Linked DNA regions of Mus musculus: region 2 is linked to region 1. Evidence: chromatin contacts called from public promoter capture Hi-C data. All regions are on one chromosome and are shown on one strand. Each heading gives the region's core, a stretch centred on a gene start, on an enhancer-like site or on the middle of the called end of the contact. The rest is flanking DNA. Distances are from core to core; before and after follow the strand shown.

What was found. Promoter capture Hi-C pulls out the DNA fragments that hold promoters and counts their contacts.
Region 2: a promoter capture Hi-C map of embryonic stem cells shows a contact between it and region 1, with 4 times the contacts expected there. The contact joins the enhancer-like site here to the promoter of Zfp87 in region 1. A contact is called at or near these places in 7 of 39 promoter capture datasets (the 3T3-L1 cell line, the C10 cell line, cranial neural crest and 4 more) and 1 of 115 datasets of contacts at active chromatin or transcription factors (large pre-B cells).

What each region holds. Positions count from the first base shown.
Region 1 is chr13:67,524,322-67,527,944 of GRCm38.p6, reverse strand. Zfp87 (zinc finger protein 87) reads left to right here and starts at 1,714. Exons shown (of 4, transcript NM_133228.3): 1 at 1,714-1,868. The coding sequence starts at 1,863.
Region 2 is chr13:68,567,155-68,570,777 of GRCm38.p6, reverse strand. It overlaps Mtrr (5-methyltetrahydrofolate-homocysteine methyltransferase reductase), which reads left to right. Exons shown (of 15, transcript NM_172480.3): 8 at 686-774; 9 at 1,826-2,006. Among named protein-coding and RNA genes, the nearest start is that of Mtrr, 13 kb to the left of the region's middle. Within about 2 kb of position 2,052, at least 26 of the 459 cell types and tissues checked have an H3K27ac peak or open chromatin away from gene starts, as enhancers often do. A contact at or near this core is called in embryonic stem cells, where this site is marked.

The sequences.
Region 1 (3,623 bases), core at 465-2,964:
TCAAACTACAGAAAAGGCCATTTGAAATTCTAGGTAATTATTGAAAGAATGGCTCTAAACGGGGAACCCTAATTCTCCATATTGAGGCAACAGGAAAGGTGCCCTAAGCCTAGACCCCCGTCCATGAAAGACTCTATTCTTCCAAAAGTGTGAATTCATCTGAAAGGAGAAAGTCCAGTGGGAAAATAGCATTTAAGGAGAGCTTGACCTCTGTTTACTTTTTTTTCCCCATGGTCTCCCTTGAGCTTGTTATTTCTCTAAGGTCTCAAGGACAGGCACCTGGAGTTCTGCAGTTCCTCAGCAGGAGTGTTGGTTTTTAGAGACACAAAGGCAGGGAGGATGTCTCCTCAGAATGTCCTCATTAAGGGGGAGTTTTATGGGTAGTGCCATTCTAATGCTAGAGGTGGGGGGAGGGAGTTTCAGGCTGCTGCAGGAGGACACAGCACAGAAACCAGCTGTCTGTGTAGCATACTTGTCTAGGGCTAGAGGGAAGATGGGAGCTTCTGGCCAGGGGGGTGGGGGGTGGGAGCAAAAAATGCAGAGACAAACTGTGCACAACACTAAAGTATCTCTCTAGTATCAGCAATTCGGAGGTTACAACACATGCTTAATCACTGCAAGGAGAACTAAGTAGGAAAAGAGAAGTTGAGTTCTCCACAGTGATAAAAATACCATGGATAGTGGTAGCACATGCCTTTAATCCCCGCACTTGGGAAGCAGAATCAGGGGGATCTTTGAGTCCAATGCAAGCCTGGTCTACAGAGCAAGATACCCCATGCCTAATGCAGAGAGAAATTCTACAATGGATGATGGACCAGAAGTCCGTACAATGCTAAGAACTGTGCCCTCCTTGGGAGAGAAGCAGAAGAGATACTCACAGGCTCAGAGACCACCTGCTGTTAAACACTTCTCTGTTTGTGGTGAACCAGGGAGACGTGGGTGATGTTCTGGTATAGTTCTCATAAAATTAAAGTTCTTATGCAGATTAATGAATGAAAGTGTAAGCAAGGGACAAATGGAGAGATCAAGGATCCACCAATGGATTCTGGAAAGTCTTCACATGTAAATGTGAGGGTAGTACTTATAACCTCGTTCAGAGATTTTTTTTTTTTAACGTCTATGTCTCTGACCTACCTCCTTCACTGTATGGATTCCAGTGCTCACAGGAAAGTGTTTTTGTTTGTTTTCCCAGCTGTGGAGTCTAATGCATGTATGCTCACAGGCTTGTCAGCACACATGGAAAAATGGAGTATGTACAAGTTGAGCATTAAATTAAGTCTTCCTTCATTCTAGGCACGTAGTCTACCCCCTTTGCTAGTTTTGTACTTTGTATTTTGAGACAAGGTCTCTGTAAAGTGCCTAGAACGCTTTGGATTTGTAATCCTTTCATTTTAAACACCGAAGTTGATGTCAAAAAGCATCTCTAAGTAATAGCACTCACTCCACTTTAGCCTCTTGTTTCCTTATTTTAAAGTACAATTAAATGATTGTCAACTTTTGGTGCAGGTTCCAATTTTATAATTAGTAGACGAGTTTTTAAACTACAGTTTGACCAGATACAACTAATAACCCCTCCTATCAAAGCCTCAACGGATGTTCTAGCACGTCCGTTTTACAACCGGAACTTTTAAAGCAGCCTGACTGTGGGCTTTTGTCCCAGTGCTGACACCTCTCCTTTCTTTCCACCCTCCTCCGCTGTCAGTAGGGAGAACACAGAACTCTGGGAAATGTAGTCGTGCCCTCTGTGACGTCACAAGCAGCCGCTCTGCGAACCGCACTTCCGCATCCCGTCTGCAGACGTTTGTCTTCCCCTAAGTTAGCGGTGCTGTGTCCTGCTCCTCGCTCTCGATCGGATCTCTGACATGGAGGTTGGTCCAGGGAGCAGTGCAGCCTGAGGGAATGTGCAGGGGAGTGGTCCAGCTTGGAGGGAGCGGAGCCGAGGTGGACCAGAGGCAGGGAGAAGCCGAGTTGGTGATGCTGTGCTGCTGACCTAAGCTGGGCCAACTGAGCCTGGATGCAAATCTGGGTGGGGAGAGCAGTATGGGGGTGGCGCTGTGAGTGAAAGCTTTGTTAGGACGCGGCTGTATACGCTTCTGGGGTGGGAGAGCTGGCTCTGTAGCACAGAAATGTGGAATGGTGGAAGGTTCAGTATTGCCCCCCCGCAGGGTGGGCCGGCCCTCTCCTTGCGCCAGAGGTGTAAATGGGAGCCCACATTCCTGCTTGCCTTAGGAAGTCTGTTGGCTGTGATCACTTGGCCACTTGACTGTGGTCAGATTTCTCAGAACTTCTAGATCGAGTGGAGATCTGGCACCTCCTATTTATGGCCAGCCTAATATTCTTGGTTTGAGTTAATAGCTGCTCCTCGTTTCCAGGGACAGAGTTCTGCTAAGGAGGTTGGTGTATAGGATGTTAGTACCATTCTCTTTGGAATAAATTGTTAGGTTTTTTTTGGTGTGTTGTTTTGAATGAGAATATTTCATGGCCACCTCCGTGATCTATATCTTCACACTTAACACTCACATGTAGAGACAGTCTAATGTTCTAAAGGAGAAGGCTTATTCAGGATATTATTGATCCTACATTGTAGAGTAAAATACTAGAAAATACCGTATCCACTTATGTCAGAGATTGTGTAATGTCAGAAGCTTGGACTCCTTTTCTGAAACAAATGAGGGGGTGATGGGAGCAGAGAGATGGCCTGGAGATTATTAGTGACTTCGGGGAAAGGACTTGAGTGTCCCTGGGGAGGAGAAGTGACCTTGAATACCTAACAGTGTTTACGTTGCTCTTCAATTGTGAGCTTCTCTTCTATCTCTGGACACTGCACATCTAAACCTCCCTTAACAACTACTCTATCACTGCCCCGACTGTGGCACTCAGGTTCCCTGTTGCTCCCTGAACATTTGCCAGTTTATCCACGTCAGAAAGATTGAAAGGTGAATTTGAAGAGCTTTTGCTCAGTTAGGGTCCCTTGCCCATAATAGACTCCTTGGCCTGTCTCTTGTATAGTTTTGTAGTTCACAACACTTTAAGTCAAATCAAGTGTTTGTGTGGCATTAAAGCCTATTATTCATAAGGAACATGGGTTTTAAGCCACCTTCAGTATGAATATTTCTGTGGACTATGTAACTGTTATGTAAAAGACAGAGACTTCCTAGTTAATGTCACTGGCCTACAGGACAAGAACAGCATTGTGTTTTCCATTATCTAAAGTGGGAAGAGTACACTACCTTGTGAACCAAAAGTGGTTTCCTAAGAAGTAGGCATGAAGCAGAGGCATGCTGTCCTGTAACTTACAGACCTTTCCAGTATATATACTTTAAACACACCTGTGATTGAAAGAAACCAAACCAAACCAAAACTGAAGCCTCTTCTTGGAGCATCCTTGTTATCTCTGCATTGTGAAGTGAAGGCGGGGGATTAGGACTTCAAGGTCATCTTCCATATTATAGATTACTCAAGATGAACTTAAGCTAAGTACGATTCTGTGTAAAAATTATTAAAGGTTTTAAAAAACAGTTCATGGATACACTATTTCTGATGGCTTCTGTCACTTGGCTTAGTACCAGCCTGACAGAATTCCGTCTAACTGACATGGCTCACATTTAAAACATATACTTGAG
Region 2 (3,623 bases), core at 803-3,302, 1.0 Mb before region 1:
ATTTCTCCTACTGATATTTTATTATATAAAAATACTTTCTGTGTTTAAAAGAAACTTTATTATTTAAAGTATTAATATTGCTTGCATATAATCTTTAACTTACTCAGTCCTAAAGTTCCTGTTTTTCAAAAACAGTTGTTTTTATTTTGTCTGGTGTGTGTGTGTGTGTGTGTGTGTGTGTGAGAGAGAGAGAGAGAGAGAGAGAGAGAGAGAGAGAGAGAGCGAGAGCGAGAGCGAGCGAGCGAGCGAGCGAGAGCGCTGTGTTGAGGCCAGGAAAGGACTTTGGATTCCTCTGGAGCTAGAGTGTAAAGGCTTGTGGGTCTTGGGAACTGGGCTCCTCTAGAAGAGCAGCTAGCGTGCTCAGTAACTGAGCCATCTCTCCAGCCCCTGAAGTTAACTTTAAATGGAACATGATTATCTATTGCCATTTTGTTATTTAATTTTAGGTCGTTTTATTTTATTTGGTACACTTTGGATTTATCATTCTTTTCCTTTTATGAATTGCCCACCCCACCCCCGGCATATTTATTTCATCCAGTCGCAGCTGGAACATTGCCATAAGTCATCACACTTGGTAGCATTGTAGTGCAGAGTGCTGCAGCTAGCACTGTGTGGTGAATGCACATTCTAAAAATGTGTTTGTTGTTGTGCCTTCTCTCTGGTCTCTTCCTGCCTCACCTGCAAGGAGCTGCCCTGCCTGCGCATGTGCCTGAGGGGCGTTCTCTCCAGTTCATCCTCACCTGGTGTCTTGAAATACGAGCAGTTCCTAAAAAGGTAGGTCTCTGTGCTTGAAGATGGACAGGGCTCTGTTAAGGACACTCAGATAAGCCTGATACTGGCCCTTAGAGCTATGGACGATAGCGTGTTCAGATGTGTCTTCACACCTCCTGCATTAATTACTACCCATCTGTGCAGTGCCACTTGGTTACTGCTGCATGGGAAACCTTGGGGAAATGGAAGGGAACGTTGAGGTAGACTGAGCCACTAGAGGGCAGTGTTACACCAGGAACTGTATTTCAAATGCTGGCGGCTGACTTTGTTTCTAAACATTGTGTAAACTAGACATTTTCTAAACCGCTTTACTGGACTGGCGCTGTCTGAGCAGAGAGTCTGTGGCAATTAAAGACAAGCTCCCACACTGCTCTGTGGAGGCGCCTGCCGCACGGCTGGCCTCGGGAAGCAAACGGAGTTCATTTGGATAAGAACGTCTTTCTGTTTTAATTTTACCAGCTTTTTACATTTTACAAAGTATAGGAAAATATATTTCTACTCTGCAAACCATGCTGTATAAGAATGCCTATACGGAGGTGACATGGGAAGTAACGGTTGTGTGCTTGCACCCTCAGAGTTTAAGTCTGGAATCTCATCCCTCTTCCACAGCAAGACGTCTGGTCTGTGTGTTCTGGGGCAAAGACTGAGGGTATTTTTAACGGGTGCACCATAATTTGTTGGCTTGATCATGAACATACGAGCTGTTCTAGATTTTTTTCTATGGAGAAAAATAATGTCAAAGCAGAAGTTTCTGTACTGCGATAGTCTTTGTACAGGTGTTTTAAACATTTGTATAAAATAGTCTTTAGAGTACAACTGATATCTTAAATGGTTTATACTTTAAAACTGTGCAGTATTTTCTGCTGTTTGAGCTTGTTCTTTCTCATTTCTTTGGTCTTTTATTTATTTGTTTGTTTGATTTCTTATTTATTTGTTTATTTATTTATTTATCTGTTTATTTGAGACAAGCTCTCACCCTGTAACTGTGGCTGGCCTGGAACTTACAGGGCCAACCGTAACCCCAGAGTAGCCCACAACTAGCCTCTTTCCTCAGGCCTTTTTGCGGGCCCTTGCCGAGCACACCAGCAGTGCCACTGAAAAGCGGAGGCTGCAGGAGCTGTGCAGTAAACAAGGAGCCGCTGATTACAACCGCTTCATCCGAGATGCCAGCGTCTGCCTGCTGGACCTCCTGCTCACCTTCCCGTCCTGCCAGCCTCCGCTCAGCCTACTGCTGGGTGAGTCACCCCTTCCTTCCATGGCCCCAGGCAGGCCTCCTGCACTTTAGTGAGCCTCTGCATAGTGAAGAAGGCCGGCTATTCCTGTCTCACAGTGAGTTCCATGCAGACACAGTGTGGACATGGCCAAATGGGGCTGGTGGGTACAAGTCAGGAACCCGGGGCAGGTTTTATTTTCAGACTATAGTAACATCTTTTTAGAGATTGGGTCCCTCTTCCACACTCTGAGTCTTTTTTTTCCTTGTTATTTTTTCCTTCTATTAATTATCCAGTTGTACTTTTTTATACTTAGAATTTAGCATCTTTTCTAGTTTATTTTCTTCAGTGATGAGGTAATTTAGCTGAATTTTCCTAACGTCAACATTGAGAGGGAAAGGATGTCCCTCATCGAATCCAGTCGGACGGACGGCATAGAGCACGTGCTCTGGGTGAATGCAGGGACATCTCAGGCCCTGTGGATTCAGAAGCGCAGCTTTCCAGGACAGTTGGGCCTTTGTCATGCAGGGACAGGCCTGGGGCACGGGGAGCCTGTAGGATCCTGTAGCCTTTCCTACTTTCCTGCCTTTGTTTTGTTTTGTTCTGTTTTTTGTTTTTGTTTTTTTCGAGACAGGTTTTCTCTGTGTAGCCCTGGCTGTCCTGGAACTCACTTTGTAGACCAGGCTGGACTCGAACTCAGAAAACCGCCTGCCTCTGCCTCCTGAGTGCTGGGATTAAAGGTGTACACCAGCACGCTCGGCCTTTGTTTTATCCGTAATGGGGCAGAGCCAGATGTTACCATTCACGTGTACACCATGAAAACATATGTAGTCCTCTTGGTAAGCCATCAGGCCTTTCAAGGCCTGTGCAGGGAATGACTAGTCAGGGATTGCTTTTTCTTCCCATGACTTCTTAGTGTTCTTTTTCTTTGACTTCCTCCTAAAATGTTTAAAAAGCAAAAACAAAAACAAAATCATTATACGAAGCTAGTCTCCCGCATTCTTTCTAAGCCAGCTTGGCTGGTGCTTTCTGGCTTAGTGGTACAATGGGAGTCGTAGAGGTTAGTACCTAGCCAAAACACAAGTTAGGAGCCAGAGGGAGTCATTAGGACATACAAAATTGAAATTTTCCATTTCTTTAAGAAAAATTAACACATCTAAAACTTAAGATGAGCACTGTGCCGGTCTTTGTTTTCCTGCTTTACTAAGACCGAGCTTAGAAGGAACTTTTAAATGGTTTGCCCAGACAAATTAAAAATAAAACAAATTATTCACAAAAATTCTAAAATTTGTAAGCAGATATTTCAAATATGGACCATTTACTGTTACTGTTACTGTTACACAGGTCGCTGTGCATTCTTAAACCACTGGGATTCTGCTGAAGTTGCTTTGAGAAAGTCTCCCACCATACACTTAAGTTTTTATTAAGTATATGAACACAAGAAGGAAACGTACATCTTACTCCTAAGTATTTCCTAAAATATCTGTCTTTGGTATCTTTGAGGTCTTGACTTTTTTTCACCTCTGAAAGCTCTGGGCTGTGTCTCTGGAGATGACCCTTAGACAGGCGAAAGCAATGAGCCTGCTGACCTCTTCCTGCTCTGCCCTAACTGTGCTCACCCTGAGACCAGCGTGGGGGAAG